Linked DNA regions of Danio rerio: region 2 is linked to region 1. The links are chromatin contacts, called in public Micro-C maps. All regions are on one chromosome and are shown on one strand. Each heading gives the region's core, a stretch centred on a gene start, on an enhancer-like site or on the middle of the called end of the contact. The rest is flanking DNA. Distances are from core to core; before and after follow the strand shown.

Evidence for each region. Hi-C and Micro-C count contacts between places; a contact is called where the count stands out from the background.
Region 2: a Micro-C map of caudal fin shows a contact between it and region 1, with 9 times the contacts expected there. The contact joins the promoter of slx4ip here to the promoter of jag1b in region 1. A contact is called at or near these places in 2 of 18 Hi-C or Micro-C datasets (caudal fin and hematopoietic stem cells) and 2 of 4 datasets of contacts at active chromatin or transcription factors (caudal fin and embryo).

Annotation. Positions count from the first base shown.
Region 1 is chr13:38,795,878-38,802,611 of GRCz12tu, reverse strand. jag1b (jagged canonical Notch ligand 1b) reads right to left here and starts at 4,122. Exons shown (of 26, transcript NM_131863.2): 1 at 3,788-4,122; 2 at 3,249-3,551. The coding sequence starts at 3,859.
Region 2 is chr13:38,928,615-38,935,348 of GRCz12tu, reverse strand. slx4ip (SLX4 interacting protein) reads left to right here and starts at 3,451. Exons shown (of 12, transcript NM_200411.1): 1 at 3,451-3,686; 2 at 3,777-3,836. The coding sequence starts at 3,810. It overlaps mkks (MKKS centrosomal shuttling protein), which reads right to left and starts at 3,179. Exons shown (of 5, transcript NM_200165.1): 1 at 3,119-3,179; 2 at 760-1,751. The coding sequence starts at 1,744.

The DNA of each region.
Region 1 (6,734 bases), core at 2,873-5,372:
AGCGAGGCTCTTTAAATCATACGTTTTTTTTGCTTTTATCCCACCGCTTTGAGGTGGAACCCTGTCGATTGATGCCTCTGCTGGTAAAAGTGAGATTGCTAATAAGGAGAAGCTGACTTGAAGAATGACAAGCGGCCTTAACAATGGCTCCGGATGTACTCCGCCAGATTCTAATCAATCAGAGTCAACAGAGTTTACATTAGCAGCTTGGAAAACTAGATTATGACCAAGAAAGTAGACACCCTTTTTTTTGCCTTCCAGAAGGTGCAATCATAGAAGGGAAGCCTTTTTTTTCCTGGGAGATTCTTATCAGGAGTGGTGGCCGGAGATAAGAAGGGGCTCGCAGGGAAAGCTTTTGACAATCTTTCACTGCTCTCTCTGGTGTGGAAAATGAGACAGGCTTCTTCTGATAACAGGTCTGTCAGTCACCTGTGTGCATACAAGCGCTACTGGCAGCCATCTAATCTCCTGTCACTCACAAAGGTGATCCCGGTCAGAGACGGAGTAGAGAATCGGATCAAACGGCACATCAGCTGTCAGATAACCAGTCAAAAGATGAGTATTCAAAGCTTGTTTCTTGGTAACACATGGTGAATCTGAACCAATTCATGTTTGAGGGGATTGAGAAAGGTTTGCTAAACAGAACTTTAGAAGCACAGTACTGCACTACTTGACAATGGCCTAACAATGCCTCATTCAAGACTTTAACAAGAGGGAGAAAGAGACAAACGATGTATTTCCTTGTCCTACGGCTTGAGTAATTTGCACTTAAGTGCCACATCAGAAGGGACCACATAAAGCAAACATGTCATTATCCCCTTAGCTGCCCGTAGCTCTTTCCCTCAGGCTTTCGGACAGTTCACCTGCATATTTATTCCCACACCAATCCTCGGCCAGATTCTTTCCCACACTGCAAACCAATTTTTACTCATAAATTGCTAGTAAATGTCACAAATAATTACAAAGATTATCTTAAATTAAAGCTACATTTTAAAGCAGAGAGACTGAAGTGGTATTTTCTTCGCTGTACTCCAATATTCTTTGAAAAAATCATTTTACAGGCACAATGGCATAGGAGAAATGGAGGGAATGTGCTCAGAGAAGCAAAAGGAAGACGGTCCAAATCTGGTTTGGATTACTTTTGTATTTACTTTGAAAGAGACATGTATTAAATACATGCATAAATACTAGTTTGGCTTTTAGGAAAGGGAACGGGTTCACAGACCATTAAATCGAATGGAAGATGGGACAGGAAAAAAAGAATTATCCAATTTGTTGGTGAACCAGCTTTTTGGCTCATGCTGAGCAGACAGGCCCCAGGTGCATTCAGGGCCACGGGGCCAGAGAGCAGCGCTGTAATTTGCTGAAACGGCCAGTATGAGAAGTAAGGTCAGGGCTGGGGCGGGTTTGTCTAGGAGCCGATCTCATCACTGCTGAGTCGAACGCAGCTTCCTGTTGCTTGCCCTGGGCCGGCATTATTCCTGGACTGGCTCCATTATGCACAGTAATCCTCCCTGTAGCCAGTTTGGCCCAGCTATTGTCACCCCCTGTTTCATGTTCGCTGAAGCTGACTCTGTCTGGGTGGGCAATGCCTAAAACCCTCTCTCTCTCTCTCTTGCTCTCTTTGACTCTCTACATCCCTCTTTAAAAGCACAGGGCAAGCAAATGCAGTAAAAGGTGCTAAATAAATGGGTGGTATTCCTGTAAATGAAGGATTTAAAGTTTGGCGACGAGCTGTTGTGTCTGGGAACTTGCTGAGAGTAATTACCGAGGGTTGCCGAGTTAAAAGGTGCCATACCTAGTCTCCAGTCAGCCGTGACTGACACAAAGCCTAAACTTCAACTCTCCGCAGCTGCCAACTGAAAAAATAATTAACGACCGACTGAAGTGTCATATGTCACAATTTTGGATTTAATCATAATTTTGATGATTAAAAGCAGCCATGTTCAATATGGCTTGGCAGTGCCTATCACAAAAACAGCTGGAGAGTTTAACATGCTCACTGATCATCTAGTACTGGACAGGTGGACAGCTTACAGTTTAAACAGGGACACATTTCCTTTGTCAGACCGACAGTTTGTCCTTTGATATTTTTTTATCATTTTGACCTCGCTGAGAATGTGTCCACAATGACATCACCAAGCGAGCAGGTGCACAGGCGCTCACGCCAACAGAAAGTACGAAGGGTCTGTTCAGTGTCCCCACAGTCAAGAGCTCCTGAGAAATAAACACGAATACAGGGCTCCCACACTTCCCGAACAATGATTTTAAACAACTGCTCTATGAATTTGAATTTGCAAACACATTTGATGAAATTTTAATGTTTTCCAAAACCGTGGGAACCATGTGCAAGTCTTGCTAAGCTGTTTCTGAATGGGGAATCCCAAACAACTAGTTGATTGATAGCCCCAAAATAGCTCCAACTAAAGTATTGCTACCAAAATAAACAGTTTAACGTTACACTACACCAAGCTTTTGAACCTTTATGACCCCCAACCAGATTCTCAGCCAACCCTGTGACCCTCAGTATGAAAACCCCTCAATTTATTTAGTTTATAAAGCCAAAATGTGACCCTCATGTTGGCACGCTTCACACTGCATACTCCAATAAGGGATTCCATTACATTTACTGCAAATCACCTGCAGTTTAAACTTTCTTGATAACACAGTTTATAAAAGCACTTTAAAACCCAAGACTGCCATTTCAAGAGATCACGGTCAACTCATAAATTCTTTAGAGCTGCAAGACAAACATTGGTAAATCTGTCTCCTCTATAGAGCCTTAACTCAACGTGCTTCACACCAAACAAATCCTCTTTTATTTGCATTCTAATGCAATGACACAAATAATGAGGCGTAGGTGCAAGACGACTGTTATTTGACATTTATTTAGGAGGTTAGATGACAGCCAAAAAACATTTTTAGGAGCCACTGAATGAGGAGTGAATTTACTGCAGGAATAAAATGCTAATTACTACGTTTATAAATGCTTAGTGATAAAACTTCAACCCTTCCTCTGCAAACACACACACATAAAGCTACTGACGAAATGTAAGGAAGTTTGGCATCAGTGCGTTGTTGTTGTTTTGTTTACAGTGGTGCACACGATCAAAACTATCAGGTAACTCTATACACGTGGATCGAAATATTGCTAAAATGTATCATAAACGTTGCGTCATCATAACACAGCGTGACCTTGTTAAATATTTTCTAAAACAAGATGAGAATAAGAAGCAACATGTACTCACCGGCCACGCAAAACTGAAGGGTAAAACAATCCTTGACTTTTCACTGCGCGTTCCCTTGGTCGAAAATTTATTCCCACCGAGAACGGGCGTAGATCCAGTTCCGAAACTGCAAGCCCCAGCCGAGGAAACTCGCGATTGATATTCCTTTAGACAAACTTTAAAATATGTATCACATTCGTCCCGCGTGCATTTGCGATCCGCCGGGTTCCTCGCGCCGTCGCAGCACGCGCCGTTCTGCAGCTCGCCGTTCGCGTTCTGCATCGATAAGATTTCCAGCTCGAAGTGCCCCGATGCGTCAGACACCTGTTGAGCAGAACAAACTTTAAATCCTTGTGCAGAAAGATGAAATTACTCTCGTTATAGAGTGACAACAGTGTTGGAAATGCTCAGGCAATCTGTAAGTGTCAACATACAGAACTGTTTGTGTGAGGTACAAACAAGAGTTTTTCCTATAGCAGACATGCAACATGCTGTTTACAGAATATCTAACTTTTAAACAAATTACCCCAAACTATGTAATGACTTAAATCAAGACTCACCGTCGTCCGCAAGCATAACAAAAAGGCATGAAGGTAAAAAGCAGAAAATACTGAACTCCGTCGCAGAATCATGCCTTCTTGCTGGTGTTGCTTTGAGACTCAGAAGTTGTAGCCGCCTCACGGCTCTAATGTACTCCCCGATTGAACATGCACGGGTGGAGAACAACTTTTATTTCTTTCAGAAGACTATTTTCCAGTGTGTAGGAAACTGCCTCCTATTTTCCCAGCGTATCTGAAATTCTTATCTTTTTTGTTCTGCGTCTCTCTCTCAGCGGCGGGTATACATTACACAGAAGCCATGAGAGCGTTTGTCCGCGACTGACTGACTGCGCATTCAATACACCAAGTTCAGTTAATGGGGGTGGCGAACGCATGCGTAATTTTAATATTCAAAAGTTAAAGGGTGTGGTTTGTGCGGCAGCCCCGCCCGTGTCCCCCCAGTCCCACAAGATGACGGGTTCATCTGTGAGACTTACAGAGGACCAACCGCATGTTCTTACATCGCAAAAGATTAGTATTTTAAAGGGAAAGGAATGCAGGATGCTACAGTAATTAGCTAACCTCACCATATATGGTAGGACAATGTTTTAAATTACTTACTACAAGTAAACTACAAAAATATGGTCTGTAAAAACATGAAATATATAAATGTAGCATTAAAACATTTTACTGTGTCCTTGCTGCACGTTCCATGCATTTACTATAGTAATAACAACATCACATGCAAATGACTCATTACTTAAGTGTATTTACACTGTAACAAGAACATATTTAACCAGAACTGCCACATCCATCTATTTGATTTACTATCAGTTTACTCATGCCATATATGAAAATAAATAATATTTAAAATGCTTTAATTTGTATAAGATTGCACTATAAAATATTGCAAAACATTAAGATGAAATATCTATCTATCTATCTATCTATCTATCTATCTATCTATCTATCTATCTATCTATCTGTCTGTCTGTCTGTCTGTCTGTCTGTCTGTCTGTCTGTCTGTCTGTCTGTCTGTCCGTCCGTCCGTCCGTCCGTCCGTCCGTCCGTCCGTCCGTCCGTCCGTCCGTTCACCCATCTATTCGTCTATCCATCTACCTATCTATCCATCTATTATACATTGATCTATATACCATTCATCTTTCCGTCCGTTTATCCATTCATCCATCCATCCGTCTGTCTGTCTGTCTGTCTGTCTGTCTATTTATGTTTCTGTCTGTCTGTGTCTGTCTGTCCCTCCGTCGATTCATATCTATCTATCTATCTATCTATCTATCTATCTATCTATCTATCTATCTATCTATCTATCTATCTATCTATCTATCTATCTATCTATCTATCTATCTATCTATCTATCTATCTATCTATCTATCTATCTATCTATCTATCTATCTATCTATCTATCTATCTATTTATCTATCTATCTATCTATCTACTGTATCTATCTATCTATCTATCTATCTATCTATCTATCTATCTATCTATCTATCTATCTATCTATCTATCTATCTATCTATCTATCTATCTTTGATCAGCCTATTATTTTGTCTGTCCACAATTACAATAAACATATCAGCATCGTGTTTTATGTTTTATTTAGTCAGGCAATACACATGAATTCTTGTACAGTAAAACGATGTTAAAATAATATAAATCTATCGCATTCATCCCTCTCCATATATTTGTTCACTTGGATCAGTAACTTTGAGACAGCAATAACATTAAACATATCAACATCTAAAAATAATGCCTTGCAGATTGAGTTATTCAATTGTGGAAAGTAATTTAGGAACTAATACAATGTATCAGTGTTGTAGTATTGATACAAAAAGGGCCCTTCTTAATGCTGACATTTAGCATTTTATGAAAAAAACGTGCCTTGATCTGATGCCTCTGAGTTTTAGACATCCCTAAGGCCCTATAGTTGCGCATATAATACAGTAGTTATTTGCCCCAACTGCCCCTGCTGCCCTCTTGTGGGTATGGGGTAAATCTAAAAAAGCTGTTCTAATATAAAGGTTATATAAAAGCAAATCCAAACTTGAGTGTCTGCCAGATATACTCTACTCTTCCAGATATTTCTCTGACGTTATAGGTCATGCTACAGGTCACACCACAAACCTTAGTTCAAACAGTCAAACAGCATGAGACAGTGGATAATCAGTAACTAGTGGCTTATTTCGCCACATCATTTTACAACCGCTGTAGTATGTGAAACAGCCAGGATTGTGGTATGAAATCGTCTGATAAGCAACCTCAGTTGGAGAAGTGCATTTCTACATGTCAGTCAAAGTGCTCTTTAGTCACAGCTTTGGGAGTCTTTAAATCTTGATGTTGAAAGATGGGTAAGGGCCTCTGTTTACATGCATGTCTGTGTTAAGAAGTACTGTACACTTTCAGAAATAAAGGTATGAAAGCTGTCACTGGGGAAGTACCTTTTTAAAAGGTAAATATTTGTACCTAAAGGCCTTCTAACTTATTTGCATATTAGTATTTTAAAGCAAAATTTTAGGAACTAATACAGTATGTAGATTTATGGTATCTATGTAACTGTAACTGCACTGTCAAAAAAACACATTATTTTACCACTAATTTAACACTGTAAATTAACCACCATTAAATTATAGACATTTACCATAAAATAATAGATGGTAAATTACAGAAAACAATCGTAAATTTAAGGAAACTTCTGTAATTTAACATCCGTTATTTCAGTTTTTTTTTTTTCTTTCACTTTTTATTGTGATATGATCGGCATACGACCTCGAGCTGAAAATCGAACTTGGGTCGTCGTGTGCACCATGGTGCTATATGTCGGCACACTTAACTACTAGGCTATGAGCGCCGACCTGTCTGTTATTTTACAGTAAATGTCTAATTTAACGGACGATATTTTACTTTTTTTTTTCTGGCACCTCGCCCCAAATATCTGATTTTTTTACAGTGT
Region 2 (6,734 bases), core at 2,202-4,701, 130 kb before region 1:
CGCAGTAGGTAGTGCTGTCGCCTCACAGCAAGAAGGTCGCTGGTTCGAACCTCGGCTCAGTTGGCTTTTTCATATGGAGTTTGCATGTTCTCCCTGCCTTCGCGTGGGTTTCCTCCGGGTGCTCCGGTTCCCCCCACAGTCCAAAGACGTGCTGTACAGGTGAATTGGGTAGGCTAAATTGTCTGTAGTGTATGAGTGTGTGCATGAATGTGTGTGTGGATGTTTCCCAGAGATGGGTTGTGGCTGGAAGGGCATCCTGCGTATAAACTTGCTGGATAAGTTGGCGGTACATTCTGCTGTGGCGACCCCTATTTAATGAAGGGACTAAGCCGACAAGAAAATGAATGAATAATAATATTTTGACAACAATTTCATTAGCCCACAAACATTTAAAAAAAAAAACATTTATAAATGCATTTATATGTGTTAGTTTTCATAATTACATAAATAAAAGTCAAACACACATTTTAAGCTAAATCCTTTTTTTTTTCAAAACATCATACTCGGAAACCAGAGCACCCGGAGGAAACCTATGCGGATATGGGGAGAACATGCAAACTCCACACAGAAATGCCAACTGGCCCAGTTGGGACTCGAACCAGCAACCTTCTTGCTATGAAGTGACAGTGCTAACCACTAAGCCACTGTGCCACCCCAGATGCAGTATATACACTTGTATTTCACAACTCCATTACAGTAAAACTTCATATTAAATTACACAAAAACAAATCCCCATGAAGCCCTGAACTAAATATTTACCTGTTATCTTGGCAAACGGCTCCATCAGAGCGAGTCCGAGCCTTTCGATCACGACCACTTCATGCTCTCTCAGGTAGTGCTGAAGAACTGGATGTACCACTTTTTGGCATGCGAATAAACTCACTTTATCCTTTACAACCTGTTCCCCAATCTTCAAGAGCTGCTGAAGGAGATCTCGTTCGGGGTTCAATCCTCTGTGGACCTCCAAAGCAACATCGCCAACCTCAGAAATATCCCCCGACAGTGACACACCAAAAAGCACCACCTTAAACGGACCATCTCCCAGTCTTTCGAGATCTCCAGGCAGGAGCATCTCAGGAACATCCAGCAGCAGTCCAGGAAAAACTGAAGAATGGTTCACAGATTGACCCTCAATGCCAATAGTGACCGTTCTTCCAAAGCAGGCTGTACCAGAAGAGTTGCAAGGGATGGAGTACAGAAAAGCCTGTGTGATCAATGAACTGATCTGCTGCGTCTCTCTGCTGTCCAACATGCAGGCTGGTTTGCTGGTGATCATGCTGTGCGCCAATGCAACAAGAGAATCACAGCTGCTAAACTCCACTGGCACCTTACAGCCACAAGAGTCTCCTTTAAGATACACATTACATTGTTCCACAAGGTGTTTGTACACTTTGATTGCCGTGGATGTCCTAAGCCCATATTTTTTGGTGTTTTCAATAAGTGTGAGTGTAAAAATCCCCATAAACAGCCCTGAGTCACTGTAACGTGTGGTGTGATGTTGAAGAGCAGTTGAGATCAGTTTGAGAAGCGGCTCAGACATTTCTAGTCGTTTGAGAAGCGCTGTTGAGGTTGAAGTTGTCAAGACGTGGCCCCCAACGTTGTTGTGTATTTGTTTCAGTCTGCCGGTAGGTCCATAGGCTGTGCTGAGTATGTTTCTTAATAGAGTGATCTTTTGGCAGATGGTACTGTTGGAAAGAGGTTCGTCTGTGCATAATGCTGGCTTCTTCTTACTAATGCGAGACATGCTGTGGCTTAATTTGAAAAAATTGGCTAAATCAATGTAGGTCAGTTACTTTGACAAGAATAGATGGTATGTATATAGTATTATAGAAAAGGTTAAGTATTGATTAAACTGGTATATGAATACCTATAGGTAGGCCCACACAGAATCTGTGCACGCAGATTTTTAGCCCATGGTTGCGTCTATATATTTACTTGAGTAAAAGTGTGTAAATTTATATTTATTCAGTATTTAAATTAATGTTAATGAATTTAAAGTAATATTATTGACTAATATGAAAATGTTCTTATGATTAATTTACAATACAGTTTGTATTGTATTGTATTGTATTGTACTCGCTTTATTTTACTAATTAAGTGGATCTAATTGGATTTGCGTTGTATACATTAAATAAAAGTTTAAAAGGTATTATTTTTTATTTCATATATCAAGTTTCAGTAATGATACTCCCAAAATCTTTTAAATTTAAACATTTTCTGTGCAGAAATAGCTAAAAATGTCCGCAAATTCTGTCTGGCCCAACCTATAGGTAACTGTATATATAACGTCCTATGACTGTTGCCATTCACTAGTTATTTTAAATGACAAAACAATATTTAACAATCATAACACAATTGGAACCATTTAACCTGAACCAGATAAATAAAAATGTCTAAAAATGCATTGTTTTCAGTGAGGGAATTCATTTTTGCAATTTTTCATCTAAATAATTATTTATGTTTCATACATTATGACAGTTTTTGAGCAATCTTTAGTTATTATCTATTTATTTCATTGGAATATATGTGCATTTTAAAAAAAAAATCTTACATATGAAATATTAAGTGATTATTTTTGATGAGATATTAAATTATACTATTTCAATATTTACATTAACATATTAAATAATTTATAATACACTAAGGCAATTTGATTCTTATCAAAATTTATTTTGCATCTGTTTATAGTTAGCAACTTGTTTATAAGTTAACAAAAGGTCATATATGTAGTAATAACATGGTAAAATCATGGTAACGTTGAAAATATTTACGACTTTAATTTGCTCACGAGATGTTGCTGATATAAATATGGTTTTGTTTAAAAAAACAAAGTTCCAAAATATTAATATTATAAATATTATAAACGGCTAAATAGTTACGTTATAACAAAGTATCTTTTAAAGTCTTTGGTTATAATAATTCAGATAGTGTTATGTGGTTATTTATTATGAGGTCAGTACATTTTATTTGTAGTCTACAAAGTATTGTACTTTAACCACTCATTATAACATAGCGTTACTACACTTATCTTTTACTTAATAGCAATATCTTCTTTCATATAACAACTAATAACAAACCTAATAGCTTATAAAACGCGCATATTTAGCGTCATACATACCAAAATTCAGCTTATATCTTAACTAACTGAAGAAAGAACAGCCAAAGGAACATTAAACCGTACCGCACAAACCAGGCAGATGGTGTTTATGTGCTGCACATGATCTCATAGAGTAACTAAACTATGCCAGTTAAAAAGTGTTTTACAAAATAAATGGATAAATTAATGGTTAAATTATGAACAGCAAGCGCTATTCATGTTTTGTGTCCTTTTATGTAAGCTGAGATATATCGTTCAGGATATTTCACAATTTACGTAAAATAGCAATCACCGCTGTCTGGCAAAAATATAGCTTCCTACATCCGGCTACGTCTCTATGACAACTGGTAGCGCTGGGGTCCTTACGTGACACAGGGCATGTTTCAAACCATCGGCGGGAGATTAAAGTTTCGTTCATTGCGGCTATTTTATTGTCATTCTCGACTAAATTGTGATTAAACATGTTAAATATTTATTGTACGTTACATTCAAATAACCCATGTATATTGTAAGCCAGGTCTGAGTGCCGCATAATCGCCCTTCTGCTTTGTGTTTTGAATTTGACTTGTATCTGTCACAATCCAAACACGTGAGTAGCTGCTTCACTCTAATGACTTGACGTTCATCACTGAATGCTCAAAATATCAGCAATAAATAAAAAGTATTTGTGTTTATCTAGATGGGGGAAATCTAACGACTGAATTTGAACAGGATGGAGCCCTCGAAATTTGTGGTCAAGGTAAACTTTTCATTTTATCAGTTTATCTTAGAATCTTCGTTGCTTTTGTGTTTTATTTTTACAGTAATTGTAAAATTAGTGGTTGAGACAAATGAAATCGAAGCTGTAATTTCACAATTTTGACGTTTTGTGTCTGAATGTTTACAAATGTATGTCGTTATGCCAGCCTTATTGTTTTATGAATGTGTTGTTACCCTTTATGCAGTGATCATGATTATCTTCATATCATCATAATTTAGAATTCGTAACCTTGGAGTTATGTCCAAGTTTCTGTCTGCGTTCTGAATGATTTTGAGGTATTGAGCTTTAAAGTTTTTGCACTGAATAGCAAACAGTATGTGTGTAACATTTTTTTATTTTTTATAAAAAGGCTTAAAATGTAAACAATAATAAAAAAACATCCCATAATGTAAATAAGTTGTCATTTAATAAGAATATATGAATATCTCAATTTGGACAAAAATGTCAGGTAGAACCTTATAATTCTAAGGTGACAAATTGTTTATCATGATTTTGAATTTTTAAGTCGTTACTGTGATTTACCAAAGATTATGGCTTCCATATAATAAATTATGATAAACCTAAAGAAACGAGTGTATTCAATGCTTAAGAGATCGTTGAAACAAAAATAAATAATAAATTCTGAAAAAAATGAGTTTTTCTGTTTTTGAAAGCTTCAGGTATTTCTGATTTGTGACTTGGAGTTGAGACAGAGGGTATAGTTAGCTCAGAGAAAAAAGTTTGTGGATTTTGTTTTGTCGTAGTTGTATTTGTCTTGATTTCTCAAAACTTGTGTTTTTTTTGTGTGGGTGAGTTGCATACATAGTCAGCTACAAAGACCAGGGTGAGCTAATGTTTGGAGTTCTGTCAAAAATAATAGCCCTGCTGTGACTCTTCTTTTCAAATATTTGGCAAATTATGTTTTACAGAGCAAGGCATTTGTCAAAGTATTTCCTATATATATATATATTTTTTTTTTTTTTCTAGAGAAAGTCTTATTTGTTTTATTTTGGCTAGAATAAAATCAGTTTTATTATTTATTTATTTTTAAATTAACATTTTAGGATCAAAATTATTTGCCCTCTTGTTTTGATTGGCTACAGCACAAACCACTGTTATACAATGACTTGCTTAATTAACCTAATTTACCTAGTAAAGCCTTTATATTGCACTTTAACCTTAATACTAGTATCTTGGAAAATATTTAGTAAAATATTCACTGGCATGATGGTAAAGATAAAAAAAATCAGTTATTAGGAATTAGTTATTACAACTATTATGTTTAGAAATGTGTTGAAAGAAAATTTTTATTTCCATTAAACAGAAATTCGGGAAAAAATATAAAATATTATATTATATTTTCTTTTACCAAACTCTATTATATATCTTGGGAACACTTAATATATGATGCACGTGCTGCTTAGGACAATTCTTTGAAATGTTTGGGCCAGATTTACCAAACAGGGTAAATAATCACCTAATTTTCATAATATCAAAGAATTGCATAAACTACGGCAGTTTGGCTCATAAACAAGCAGATTGATGATAAGGTGCAAAAGCACTGGTGCAAATTAGGGTAATCTGGTAACGTTGAGTTGAGTTGACTTTATTAGTACCCGTAGGTAGATTCTTTTTTCAGCAAAGTTTTGCATTTGGTACAAACAATTAAATCACACATATACATACCCACATATACACATACAAAGTACCTTTTAAAAGATTATAATTTATTCAGAGCAACAATAGATGATGGGACAAAGCTATTCCTGAACCATTTTGTCCTATAAAGCATCTGAAACCTTTGACCCGAAGGGAGTAGGTTAAACTCCTCAAACAGAGGATGAGAGCTACAAATAATAATGTTCTGGGCATTCCGTAAAAGCTGCCTACTATACAGGGATTCAATACTTAGCTGTGATTCACCAATCAACCTGCTAGACCACCTAACATCCTGGCTCAGTCTATTCTTGTTTTTGAGAGACAGACCTCCAAACCATGCCACCAGAACGGAGGATAGAATAGACTCAATAAAAGCAGGATAGAAAAGAGTAATCATATTGGGGCCAATGTGGGCATTTCACAGCTTTGAAAGTTAACTTCATGAAATACAATAACAACTCACCCAAAAATAAAAACAAATAAATGAAATATTTGGAAAGCTGAGATTTGAATGCTGTAAACCAAAATACTAATTTTCTAATGTATTGTAACATTTGAAATTGGGCATAATTCTTTTCCATTTTACCTATTAAAATAGACCAAATCCATGCTTATACTCCAAATAATGCAGTTTACTTTTTAGACATGTACAGTTTTACAAGTTTTTAGCTGTTAGTAGCAGAAATATACAATAAATAATCGATTGAAGATGTGCATACGGCATTAAAAAACACCAGAGTGAGTTTTATTTTTGTGTGAACTATCTGTTTAGAAGTGCGGACTGTACTTCATTATTTAAACTCTAGATGGAGCAGCTGTCTTAGGAATGAGGGCTATTAGCTCATAGAAGAGCATTGAGCTGTCTGTATGTATTCAATGTGTTGTTTAAAAAGCACAGCTCTTAATTTTTCATGTTCTAAACCCATAATATGTTCAGTCTGTGCTTTTTTTTTTTTTTAACTCAAATTTCATAGTAATGTTAGAGATATTATGTTTTCCATATATCTCAGCTTCTTTGTTTTACATTACATTACGGTTTGATGTTTCTTTTTTTCTTTTTTTTTTTTTAAAGTATTCATGTATGTATATCTATCCAGTTGATTGTCTCTGCAGCACAGATGCTGGACCGGTGCTGTCTATTCATCCACAGGCCAGATGAATGAATGTCAGTACTAATGCTTGTCAGATGTTTCTATTAAGCGCTAGAAAAGCCCCGGGTCTTTTTCTTTGTTGACGTTT